4 separate regions of the Pan troglodytes genome follow, and regions 2, 3 and 4 are each linked to region 1. Evidence: chromatin contacts called from public HiChIP or PLAC-seq data. All regions are on one chromosome and are shown on one strand. The core of a region is the stretch at or near the end of the contact, and the rest is flanking DNA. Distances in the headings are between cores, read along the strand shown.

Region 1 (3,002 bases), core at 347-2,846:
AAAGCATAGTGAAGTTGGGCTAACAGGCAACTGGTATGGGATAGGGGGCCGCTGGGTATGTAAGGGGTCCTACAGACGTCCAAGATGGGGAGCTGAACTGAGTGTGGCCTGTGGGTACCCTGTTTTGGTCCTGGCCTGCAGGTGGGGGTTCTTTCTGGATCTAGCCTTGAGGGGTGTGACTATATCTTGCCTGGGGTGGGAGGAGCCCCAGCACCCACCGTGTAGGAGGAAACGTCTATGCTCTCCACATACTGCTTCACGCTACCCAGGTTCTCATCCTCCTTGCCCAGGTGGTCATACAAGAAGTGGATCAGGTCCTCGTCGCACTCGTAGGTCCATGTCGGGGGTACATAGCTAAGCAACCCCAAGCCCCTAATTAGACTGGGCCCAGACGCAGAGCTCCTTCCTCCCCACCCCATTCCAGCTCACTCACAGTAGCCTTTGTACAGCTTCTGCGTATGCCTCTGCCGGCTGAGGTCTCGATCCCAGGCGATGTGAGTATGTCAGGTCCACCACCTGTTCCCACCTGTGGGCACAGAGTAGGGAGTGGGATGGGGAGACATCAGCGGTCAGCAAGACACTACCTCCATGCCGTGTAGCCTTTTTCAGGGCTCTATCTCCCAGTCTCCACCCGAGCCCCCTTCACGTCCCGCCCCTTTCTGTTCTTAACCCTGCCTCCGCTCCAGTATCCCACCCACCCCAGGCTGTGGCTGAAGTGTTCCCAAGCCCTCCTGGCCCGGCCTTCTGACAGCCAGCCCCGCTCCTTCAAGTGCAGTACCTGAGCACCGGCCGATAATCCACGCCAAAGAGCTGCTGCTGCCGCTGGAGGTGGTTGGGAGTGTCGATGGGTACCAGGCGGGCTCCGCCCTCCGCCGGGCGGCACACCAGCAGCCAGCCTTCCTGCAGCCCGCAGTCGCCCAGGTGCTCTGCCAGCTGCTCCTGCCGGGACGCGTAGGATGGGGACAGCCGTCAGGGAACTGCCCAGCCGCCTGTCGTGCCCAGCCCAGGGCAAAGGGCGCCGAACGCAATGCCAACTCAATACAGGGGAGGAAAGGCAAAGAGCCAGAGGTTTCTCTGGCCCCGGGGGTCTTTTACCGGGTCCTGGGCAGGGAAGAGCGCACCTTTGTCAGCTTCACCCAGAGCCCGTGGCCGTTGCACAGCTCCTCGCCCGTGGTGCGCACGCAGGCGCCGCGCCGGAGCTCAATGCCGTCGCGGGCGGCGCGGAGGGGCCCGGAGCCGGTACCGGGGGCTGGGCCTGCGGCGCCCACACGCAGCCCCAGGCCCTCTGCCTCCCACACCGGCAGAAGCACGCGCGACGGTCCCGCTGGGTCCTTGTAAAGCTTGTAGAGCACCTCTCGCGGCACGAAAGCCAGCGCTGCCGGCAGCGGCCGCCCGGCGCGGAGGCTCCGCGCGGCCTCTGCCAAGAAGCGCACGCGGCCCAGCAGCTGCCGGGGGGACTCCAGCACCGCGCCCGGGCCAGGACCCGCCATGGCGAAGTGGCGGAGGTGAGCGCCTAGAGGCGACCCTGCCCGGGGAACAGCTGGCGCGACCGCCGACAGAGCTTCCCACCACGCCCTTCCCCGCCTTTGGCCAGCCTTTGCCGTATGTTCTGGACTAAGCGCACCCCAGCTCTCACTGTATTGCACTGTGTACTCCCACACTCAACCATATTACTTATCTCTGTGCCACCCTAACCCAGCCGACCAAACCCAAGATTGGTGATTGCTACCTGATCAATCTCCCTCTCTCCATTTCCTTGTGACTACCATTTTATCTCTACTGCTACTACCCTCATTCAAGTCACCATTCTAGCTAGCCTGGGTCATTGCCAACAGTCATTTTTCTGATTCTTCGGCCTGCTGTTTTTCCTCCCACTCCCAGCGAATCTGCTGGACTCCCTATCCTATGGGTGGTGTGACTAAAGTGTTTGAGACAATGGCCCCTTCCCCTGCCACTGACAGGAGTCTTGAGTCATTAGGGTTGATTCTGTTTGTCACTCCTAATCCCAAGGACACTGGAGATCATTATTCATTTTAATGTGATTGCTGATTTCTGTTTCCCCAGTCTTGTAGCTCCTTAAAGGCCGGGGCTGTCTTGAGCAGAGCTAACCTCTGCACCTACTATAGGTCCAGGCTATAGTATGGACCTGGCTGGATAAGACTGTTGGTATCATGAGTGGGACTTGCGCCAAGCCTCCGGATACCCAGACTGTCAGATGAGAACAAATTCCTCATGTCACCCTAAGATACATTTACAGCGGAGTTTTCTTTTGGGCCTTTGTTGTTGCGTCGCTACAGCGAACTTTACGGTGAAAAAAGGTAGGGGTCCTACGGGCAGCAGCCAGGGCAGCCCTGGAGCTGTCGCTGGAGTCCGATCATGTGATCTTCAACATGGCGACGCCCTTGGTTCCCTACAGAAAGGGGCGGAGCCTGGACTGGGGGGCAGGCTCAGATTCAGGTTAAATTGCGGATTGAGCTCGCAGTTACAGACAGCTGACCATGGAAGCGAATGGGTTGGGGTGAGTTCTCCAGAGCACGCGGTGTGGCTAGCCGGGCTTCTAATTTGAGTCTTCCAACTCAGGACTCTATCCCTGTACTCCCCTTTCCCCACCCTGGAGACCTCCCAACCTGAACTCCGTTAGCTGGGATCCTGAATCCTAAAACCATGGATTTTTGAGACGTTCATCCCAGGGCCTTAATTCAAGGGATGCCTCAGGATTTCCAACCAGGATCTCTATTCTGGGACCATCAACTCTGATCCCTCTTTATCCCCCAGCCTGGGGATTTCTCAGCCCCTGAACCAGCCCAGTGACATTCCCGTTTCTGAGGCTCACTAGTTCGAAGACCCCCAAACTATCCTTAGTGGGCCTTCATTCCCTCCCCCCAGTCCCTCTGGTTGCTTCGAGCTTGGAAGAGTAGAGACTAAGTGGAGGGAAGAGGCCCCAGGGCGGGCCCTTCTGGAGTTTGTGCACCACCTGATAGGCAGAGAGGAGGCGGAACGGG
Region 2 (2,773 bases), core at 262-2,761, 190 kb after region 1:
ATAGGCTCGCGGGGTACAAGGAGAAAAAAACAATCCAGCTCCAACGGTACTGATGTGACAGGAGGTTGTCACAGCAGAGCGGAAGATCTGGCAGAAAGACGCTGGGAAAGAAGACACTAGGGGAAAACATAAGAAAGTTCGGATGATGAAAACTCGTCTCACGCCACAACAATGTAGGATAAAGCCGGCGGTCACCCCACCCCAGAGTGGGACAAAGTCGCACCACCCCTTGACAATGGGGCATCAAGATCTTATCGCCACGGGGGCTGCATCCTGGTGGGGTCTTTTGGAGGGTTTAGCACCTTGCATCCTAGAATACAAAACACTTTTGCGTGTTTTTTGGTAGAATTCTCTGATCCCCTACCTCCAATCTGAATTAGGTCTTTCATGTTTTCCTCACTTGGCTCAGTCTTCTACACCTTTACATAGTTGTATTTTTATATATTTGTTTAATGTCTGTCAACTCCATGAGAGTGAGAATCATGTCTATTTCCTTCACTATAATTTATCCTCTGCCTGGCACATAGTGGGTGCTCAAGAATGGCAGCTTCATCACTAACTCCATAAACAACACGCAATTGTAAGTTACTGTTTCTTGCTCGATCAAGAAAGCTCAGATTATTTCAGAATTTGCTGACAAACTAATCTCTACAACTTTAAAACTTTCCAAGAACTGTATTAAAAGAGTTTCTATAGTTGAGTTTGCCCTTCAAAGTGAGCGAGATTTAGAGTGTAGGATAAAGTAAGAGTAAGAAGAGAGTAAATGATTGGAGACAGGCTGGAGCCACAGTTTGGTTTTGCTGTAATCTCAGAATTAAAGAGCACAGGCAGAATTGGGTGTGAATCACACTTGCTGTGTGTGATGCTATTCATGATTCTATTAAATCATTTGCAAAAGGGAGCTAGTAATAATGCTTCTACACATAAATGTTGTAAGAATTAGAAATAATTCACTTTTAAAAAAGTTTTTTTAGAGACAGGATCTCACTCTGATGTCCAGCCTGGAGTGCAGTGGGGTGATCACTGCAACCTCAAACTCTTGGACTCAAACTATCCTTCCATCTCAGCCTCCAGAATAACTAGGACTACAGATGCACAGCACCACACCCAGCTAATTCTAAATTTTTGTAGAGGGGCGGTCTCCCTATGTTGCCCAGGCTGGCTGGAATTAGAAGTAATTCAAATTGTTTGCTTATTCAGTGTAGTAGGTACTCAATAAGTATCTGTTTAGGCCAGATGCAGTGGCGCATGCCTGTAATCCCAAGGCTTTGGGAGGCCAAAGTGGAGGATCCCTTGAGGCCAGGAGTTCTAGACCAGCCTGGGCAACAGAGCAGACTGGAGACCCCATCTCTACACAAGAAATAAAAAATAGCAGGGATTAGTGGCCTACACCCTGTAGTCCTAGCTACCCTGAAGCCTGATGTAGGAGGATTGATTGAGCCCAGAAGTTCAAGGTTACAGTAAGCTATGATCATGCCACTGCACTCTAGCCCAGGCAACAGAGCAAGACCCTCTCTAAAAAAAAAAAAAAAAAAAAAAAAAAAAGAGAGAAAGAAAAAGAAATCTGTTTATATTGGTAAATGGATTTATATCTGTAAATATCTATAAATAGATTACTGCAAAATAGCATAATCCCTACTCCACCTTGAATCTGGTACCACATTTACAGGCTTCCATAACACACACTATTTTCCTTCCTATAATTTATCAGAGTTTTTTGGGAGAACGAATATTCCTTTAATGCCTGTCCCCCTAACTAGACTATGAGCTGTGGAAGGGCAGGAACCATTTCCATGTAAGGGCCTATTTCTACCACCTGCCAAAATACCTACACATAGAAGATGTTCAGAAAATATTTGCACTTTGAATCAATGAATATGTTATTCTGATTTAATCAGTTACTGCCTTTTTTTTTTTTTTTTTTTTTGAGATGCAGTCTCACTCTGTCACACCCAGGTTGGAGTGCAGTGGCACAATCTTGGCTCACTGCAACTTCCGCCTCCTGGGTTCAAGTGATTCTCTTGCCTCAGCCTCCCAAGTAGCTGGGTCTACAGGCGTGTATGCCACCATGCCCAGCTAATTTTTGTATTTTTAGTAGAGATGGGGTTTTACCACATTGACCAGGCTGGTCTCAAACTCCGGCTTCAAGTGATCTGCCCGCTTCAGCCTCCCAAAGTGCTGGGATTACAAGTGTGAGCCACGGCGCCTAGCCTATATTTATGTGTTTATTTGCTTAATGTCTGTTTCCCAAAATAGACTATAAGCTCCATGTTAGGCGGGCGTGGTGGCTCACACCTGTAATTCCAACACTTTGGGAGGCTGAGGTGGGTGGATCACTTGAGGCCAGGAGTTCGAGACAAGCCTGGTCAACATGGTGAAACTCCACCTCTACCAAAAATACAAAAATTAGCTGGGCATGATGGTGGGCATCTGTAATCCCAGCTACTCGGGAGGCTGAGGCAGGAGAATTGCTTGAACCTAGGAGGCGGAGTTGCACTGAGCCGAGATTGTACCACTGCCAGCCTGGGAGACAGAGTGAGACTGTGTCTCAAAAAAATAAATAAAAAATAAAAAATAAGCACATAAATATATAAATACAGATGGTAATAACACGGCAAATAAGACATTTGGGAATATGCAATATGTGGTTGTGAACAACAAGAATGCTAGATTAATTGGACCATAAGTTTGTGGTGAGAAATAGTGGGAAAAGACTGCAAGAGAGACAGGAGACATTGTGAAAAGCTTTTAAAAGCATTGTAAAATGCTAACT
Region 3 (2,700 bases), core at 154-2,653, 210 kb before region 1:
GCTCTTCATTTGCTCTTCTGTTTATTCTTCCTTCATAGCACTTTTCACAGCCTGCAATTACCTTGTTTATCTGCTTGCCTATTGTCTGTTTCCATCAAGCAGAATGTAAACTAAATGAGGGCTGCAAGCTTGATTAGTTTTATTCGAGATAGTGTCCAGCACTTAGCAGATGCTCTCAATAAATCTTTGAGGAATGGCATGGTAATTGATTGGCTGGCACAGAGGGAGGGCAGAGAGGTGAGAGACAAGGCCAGGAGGCCTGTGGTCCTGGGCCTCTGTCTCTGGCCCTGGGAAGGGTGGGCATTGCGCAGGGGTCTAGGCGTCCACATGGTCCAGAGACTAGCTGCCCAAGTGCCCGTGTCTAGCATTTGAGAAAATCCAATTCCCAGCCAGGCAAGGTGGCTCACGCCTGTAATCCCAGCACTTTGGGACGCCGAAGCGGGCAGATCACCTGAGGTTGGGAGTTCCAGACCAGTCTGACCAACATGGAGAAACCCCGCCTCTACTTAAAAAAAAAAAAAAAAAAAAATACAAAATTAGCCGGGTGTGATGGCGCATGCCTGTAATCCCAGCTGCTCGGGAGGCTGAGGCAGGAGAATCGCTTGAACCTGGGAGGCAGAGTTTGCGATGAGCCAAGATCGCGCCATTGCACTCCAGCCTAGGCAACAAGAGCGAAACTCTGTCTAAAAAAAGAAAGAAAGAAAGAAAGAAAGAAAGAAAGAAAGAAAGAAAGAAAGAAAGAAAGAAAGAAAGAAAGAAAGGGCCGGGCGCGGTGGCTCACGCCTGTAATCCCAGCACTTTGGGAGGCCGAGGCGGGCGGATCACGAGGTCAGGAGATCGAGACCATCCTGGCTAACACGGTGAAACCCCGTCTCTACTAAAAATACAAAAAATTAGCCGGGCGTGGTAGCGGGCGCCTGTAGTCCCAGCTACTTGGGAGGCTGAGGCAGGAGAATGGCGTGAACCCGGGAGGCGGAGCTTGCAGTGAGCCGAGATCGCGCCACTGCACTCCCGCCTGGGCGAAAGAGCAAGACTCCGTCTCAAAAAAAAAAAAAAAAAAAAAAAAAAAAAAAAAAAAGAAAGAAAGAAAGAAAGAAAAAAAAGAAAATCCAATTCCCATTCACTTTCTGGCTTCTGGCTGCTGACCCAGGCCCGGGGGTATTTTCAGAGGAAGGGAATTGGGGACCCCGGAGGAACCCGAAATTTGCCCCTCAAGAGTGTAGAAGTGGGTAGCGGAAGATGTGGCCTGGAGCATGGTAAAAGCCTTGAAATTCCAGACTGCTTGGCTCCTAAACCTGGCAAGGCAGCCCTCGGGCCAGGCAAGCCAGACGCGAGACTGTGCCTTCCTTCCAGGCCCTAAAGAGGGCAGCACTGGGCCGGGCCCCGGGCGAGGGCGAGGGACACACGCGGTCCGGCACACTGAAAGGGGAGTGTCGGGTAACATGCCCGGGCAAAAGCGAGCGCCGCCCCTGCCTCTCCGCTGCTGGCTGGAACGCTGATCTATCTAGTTGCTGGGGAGACGCCCCCAGATGCCCGGGCCCCACTCGGACTTCAGCACACATCCCGAAGGATGGGGAAAGAAAGAGGCCCCCATGAGCGGGACTCGCAGTGGCCAAGGACGGGTGAGAGGCGGACAGGGATCAGCTGGCCCCTGCGGCCTGGTTGCACCTGCATGGTGACTAGCTGCCGGGCTGCGCCCCGGGGCGCGGCGAGGAGGCGGGGTCTGGCAGTGCGTTGGGTGGGGGAGGAGCTTCTGGGTGATGTAAGGCCGGGAATGGGAGTGGCCTCTCCTCGACTCGCTGCTAGGAAGGGGGCGGGACTCTCGGTGACCAGACGCCGGGGAGGGGGCAGGCGTTCATTGATAAAAACGCTGGGCTCCCCTGGGCGCCAGCGCAGCGTAGCAAATCCAGGCAGCGCCACGCGCGGCCGGGGCCGGGCGGAACCGAGAAGAAGCCGGGACCGCGCTGCGACGCGCCGCCCGCATGGAGCCTGCCGCCGGTTTCCTGTCTCCGCGCCCCTTCCAGCGTGCGGCCGCCGCGCCCGCTCCCCCGGCCGGGCCCGGGCCGCCTCCGAGTGCCTTGCCCGGACCTGAGCTGGAGATGCTGGCCGGGCTACCGACGTCAGACCCCGGGCGCCTCATCACGGACCCGCGCAGCGGCCGCACCTACCTCAAAGGCCGCTTGTTGGGCAAGGTGGGCCGAGGGACGTCCGCGGGGTGGTGATGGTGGAGGTGGGGGTCCCGGCCGGCCTCTTTTCTGGCGCCGAGCAGGGCGTGGGCACTTGACCCCCAACGCGGGGACGCCCGCGGGCCAGACTCGGCCCCCCTGGAACACCCAGCCTGATGCCCCCTCTTCACAGGGGGGCTTCGCCCGCTGCTACGAGGCCACTGACACAGAGACTGGCAGCGCCTACGCTGTCAAAGTCATCCCGCAGAGCCGCGTCGCCAAGCCGCATCAGCGCGAGAAGGTGGGTCCAGGCTCAGCGGGCGAGGGGTGGGGTGGGGACGGTGGCATGGGAACCATGGAAGGATGACGACTCCGCGCCCTCATCGCAGATCCTAAATGAGATTGAGCTGCACCGAGACCTGCAGCACCGCCACATCGTGCGTTTTTCGCACCACTTTGAGGACGCTGACAACATCTACATTTTCTTGGAGCTCTGCAGCCGAAAGGTGAAAGATGGTGATTCCCGCAGGGATGA
Region 4 (3,011 bases), core at 441-2,940, 170 kb before region 1:
GTCAAAGACACACATAGAAAGTTAACAATAAATGCTAAATAAACATGTACAAAATCATAGACAAATATTCTATACACCCAATTCACAAGGTCTAACATCTGCAGATGTCCATTTATGGTTGTGGGAGGGAACGGTGTTCCTAGATGCCCAGGTGTAGGACTCTGGCCAGCAGGTGACCCTCCAGCCCCAGGGCCAGGCCTGCTAGAGCTCAGTAGCCAGCTCCTCACCCCGTTCTTGTCTTGGGCTCACCATACCTGAGCAGCTATGGCCAGTGTCCACAACTTACCTTCTACCCAGAGCTGTTCCAAGTTTGTCTCAATAATGGCCATGCGGAGACCTAATGCCAGGGCCCCAAAGGCCAACAGTCCCAGAAAGAGCACTTTGCCACAGTGTCTCTGGATCCCGCATCCCAGAGAGAAGAGCAGGCCCTGGAAGTAAGCACGAAGCCAGAGTGGAGCCTTCAGGCTCCCAGCTAGGATCTGGGATGGAAAGAGAAGGGTCAGCCAGGCATCACTGCAACAATGCATGAAATCCTTCCCTTCTCACCCTGTATATCTGCTGCCCAGCCCTCGCTTCTTGATTTCTGGATGTGGGACAGGGAGCACCAACACAGACACAGGCCCAGACTTGGAAGATGTAACACCCACCACCCCCAGCACACACCTGAGGAAGGCATAGGCCTATTTTCCTTTCTTTTCTTTTTGTTTTCTCTTTTTTTTTTTTTTTTTTTTTTTTTGAGACGCAATCTCGCTCTGTTGCCCTTGCTGGAGTGCAGTGGTGTGATCTCGGCTGACTGCAACCTCCGCCTCCCAGGTTCAAGAGATTCTCCTGCCTCAGCCTCCCGAGTAGTTGGGACTACAGGCGCCCACCACCACGCCCTGCTAATTTTTTATTTTTAGTAGAGACAGAGTTTCCCCATGTTGGCCTGGCTGGTCTCGAACTCCTGACCTCAGGTAATCTGCCTGCCTCAGCCTCCCAGTGTTGGGATTACAGGCGTGAGTCACCGCGCCCGGCCGGCATAGGCCCATTTTCTGAGAGCAGGATACATATGTACACACACCTGTCGTCGGGTGGACACAGAGGTGAACCCACAGACATTCATTCTCACTGGCCAGACGATGAGGAGACACAGGCACAGACACACCGACACACACGCACAACTTGCTTGCGGTGCTAGCTCTCACTTGCCTTCAGACATCTAATGACACTCGGCACTTCAAGACATCACAAACCTTGCAGAGGCCCGAGTGACAGACCTGGCTCCGCTCTTCCTTCTTCCAGCTCCCCCTCTACTCACCTGGGGTGCTGCGGTTCGAGCTGGGGGTGTGTAACTCGGGGGCAGCTCTCTGAGGGGCGGCGATCGAGTCATGCTGGCGGGGATGGGGGGCGCGGGCGCCCCCAACCCGCGTTATCTGGGCGCTCCCATAGGCTAGCCCGGTCTCCCGGTACCGCTGGGCCCCGCTTAGGGATTCAGTGGGGCCGCCAAGGCACGGGCGTGGGAGAGACTGTGGGGTGTGGGTGTTAAAGCGGCTGGGAGGGAGGAGAGCAGGGAGCTGCGGGTCCGGGGCGCGGCGCCGGGATTCACCCGCTCCGTGGGCCGTGGGCCGCGGCGGCTGGAGGAGGAATGGGTCCCGCGCGCAGGCGGAATTGCTGGCCCGAGACGCACAGCAGGGCTCGAGGTGGCGACTGCAGTCCCCGGGAGGCGGCTGGAGCTCCAGAAAAGGGAGCTGGCCGGGGCGACGCCCTCCCATTGGCTGAGGGGCCCGCAAATTACCCTAGCCGCGCGGCCCGGCCCGCTGCTAGGTAACGGCGCCGCAGGGGGCGGGGCGGGAGACCACCCAGGCTGGGCCACCCCGCGCCTCCCTCCCGCCCTCGGGGCCCCAGGGAGGAGGAGGGAGGGGGATCCCGGAAAGGCGCAGCGCCGGCCAAGTGTAAGTCCAGAGGCTTACGCTGAGAAAGGGCATTTGCGGGCTCTGTTAGGGATACACTTTTTTTTTTTTTTTTTTTTTTTTAAGACGGGGTCTCACTCTGTCACCCAGGCTGGAGTGCAGTGGCTCCATCTCGGCTTGCAGGCTCCGCCTTCCAGGCTCAAGCCATCCTCCCACCTCAGCCTCCCGAGTAGCTGGGATCACAGGCATGCACCCCCACGCCCGGCTTTTTGTATTTTTGGTAGAAAACGGGTTTCGCCATGTTGCCCCGGTTGGTCTCAGACTCCCGAGCTCAGGATATCCGCCCGCCTCAGCCTCCCAAAGTGTTGGGATGACAAGCGTGAGCCACCGCGCCCGGCCTAGGGCCACAATTTCTTTTTCTTTTCTTTTCTTTTTTTTTTTTTTCAGGCTTAATTCACTTTATTTTTCTTGTATAAAAACCCTATGTTGTAGCCACAGCTGGAGCCTGGATCCTCTGCGCGGAGACTCTGGTGTGGGTCTTGACGAGGTGGTCAGTGAATTCCTGATAGGGAGACTTGGTGAATACAGTCTCCTTCCAGAGGTCGGGGGTCAGGTAGCAGTAGGTCTTAGAGATGGCATCAAAGTGGGTAGGGCCACACTTTCTTTCCGACCCAATCAAAGCCCGAGATTTCTTCTGTTCACTCTTCCCGGCTTCCATTCTTGCCCTCTTCAGTCCACTCTCTCCACTGAGACCAGAGTCATTTCTCTAACATGCAAATCTGATAGCTCCAAAGCACAAGGCCCACTTGGAGCACAGGGCCCTGTGTGATCTAGCTAAAGCCTTCTCTCCCATAGTTCCCTCACATCAGTGTTCCCTCGTTCCTGCCTTTGTACATGTTTTGGTCCTTTTGTCTTGGCAGATAATCTTCAAAAACTGAACTTGAATCACCCCCAAAACCCACTTTTTTTTTTTTTTTTGAGGCAGGATCTCCCTCTGTTGCCCAGGTTGGAGTGCAGTGGTGCGTTCACAGCACACTGCAGCCTTGAGCTCCCAGTCTGAAGGGATCCTCCCACCTCAACCTCCCAAATGGCTGGGACTACAGGTGTGCACCACCACACCCA

Evidence for each region. HiChIP or PLAC-seq counts read pairs in DNA pulled down with a chosen protein or histone mark.
Region 2: an H3K4me3 HiChIP or PLAC-seq map of stem cell-derived excitatory neurons shows a contact between it and region 1, with 2.8 times the contacts expected there. The contact joins the promoter of ZSWIM5 here to the promoter of HECTD3 in region 1. A contact is called at or near these places in 1 of 1 datasets of contacts at active chromatin or transcription factors (stem cell-derived excitatory neurons) and 1 of 1 other capture datasets (stem cell-derived neural stem cells).
Region 3: an H3K4me3 HiChIP or PLAC-seq map of stem cell-derived excitatory neurons shows a contact between it and region 1, with 4 times the contacts expected there. The contact joins the promoter of PLK3 here to the promoter of HECTD3 in region 1. A contact is called at or near these places in 1 of 7 Hi-C or Micro-C datasets (stem cell-derived neural progenitor cells) and 1 of 1 datasets of contacts at active chromatin or transcription factors (stem cell-derived excitatory neurons).
Region 4: an H3K4me3 HiChIP or PLAC-seq map of stem cell-derived excitatory neurons shows a contact between it and region 1, with 5 times the contacts expected there. The contact joins the promoter of PTCH2 here to the promoter of HECTD3 in region 1. A contact is called at or near these places in 4 of 7 Hi-C or Micro-C datasets (blood, induced pluripotent stem cells and stem cell-derived neural progenitor cells), 1 of 1 datasets of contacts at active chromatin or transcription factors (stem cell-derived excitatory neurons) and 1 of 1 other capture datasets (stem cell-derived neural stem cells).

What each region holds. Positions count from the first base shown.
Region 1 is chr1:185,951,803-185,954,804 of NHGRI_mPanTro3-v2.0_pri, reverse strand. It overlaps HECTD3 (HECT domain E3 ubiquitin protein ligase 3), which reads right to left and starts at 1,596. Exons shown (of 21, transcript XM_016961571.4): 1 at 1,122-1,596; 2 at 779-939; 3 at 434-526; 4 at 219-354. The coding sequence starts at 1,490. UROD (uroporphyrinogen decarboxylase) reads left to right here and starts at 1,444. Exons shown (of 11, transcript XM_513127.7): 1 at 1,444-1,602; 2 at 2,065-2,518. The coding sequence starts at 2,499.
Region 2 is chr1:185,759,790-185,762,562 of NHGRI_mPanTro3-v2.0_pri, reverse strand. ZSWIM5 (zinc finger SWIM-type containing 5) reads right to left here and starts at 1,511. Exons shown (of 14, transcript XM_513126.9): 1 at 1-1,511. It also overlaps the pseudogene LOC134809790.
Region 3 is chr1:186,165,054-186,167,753 of NHGRI_mPanTro3-v2.0_pri, reverse strand. It overlaps PLK3 (polo like kinase 3), which reads left to right and starts at 1,403. Exons shown (of 15, transcript XM_016961451.4): 1 at 1,403-2,192; 2 at 2,359-2,466; 3 at 2,555-2,671. The coding sequence starts at 1,983.
Region 4 is chr1:186,121,925-186,124,935 of NHGRI_mPanTro3-v2.0_pri, reverse strand. It overlaps PTCH2 (patched 2), which reads right to left and starts at 1,690. Exons shown (of 22, transcript XM_016961510.3): 1 at 1,298-1,690; 2 at 287-479. The coding sequence starts at 1,369.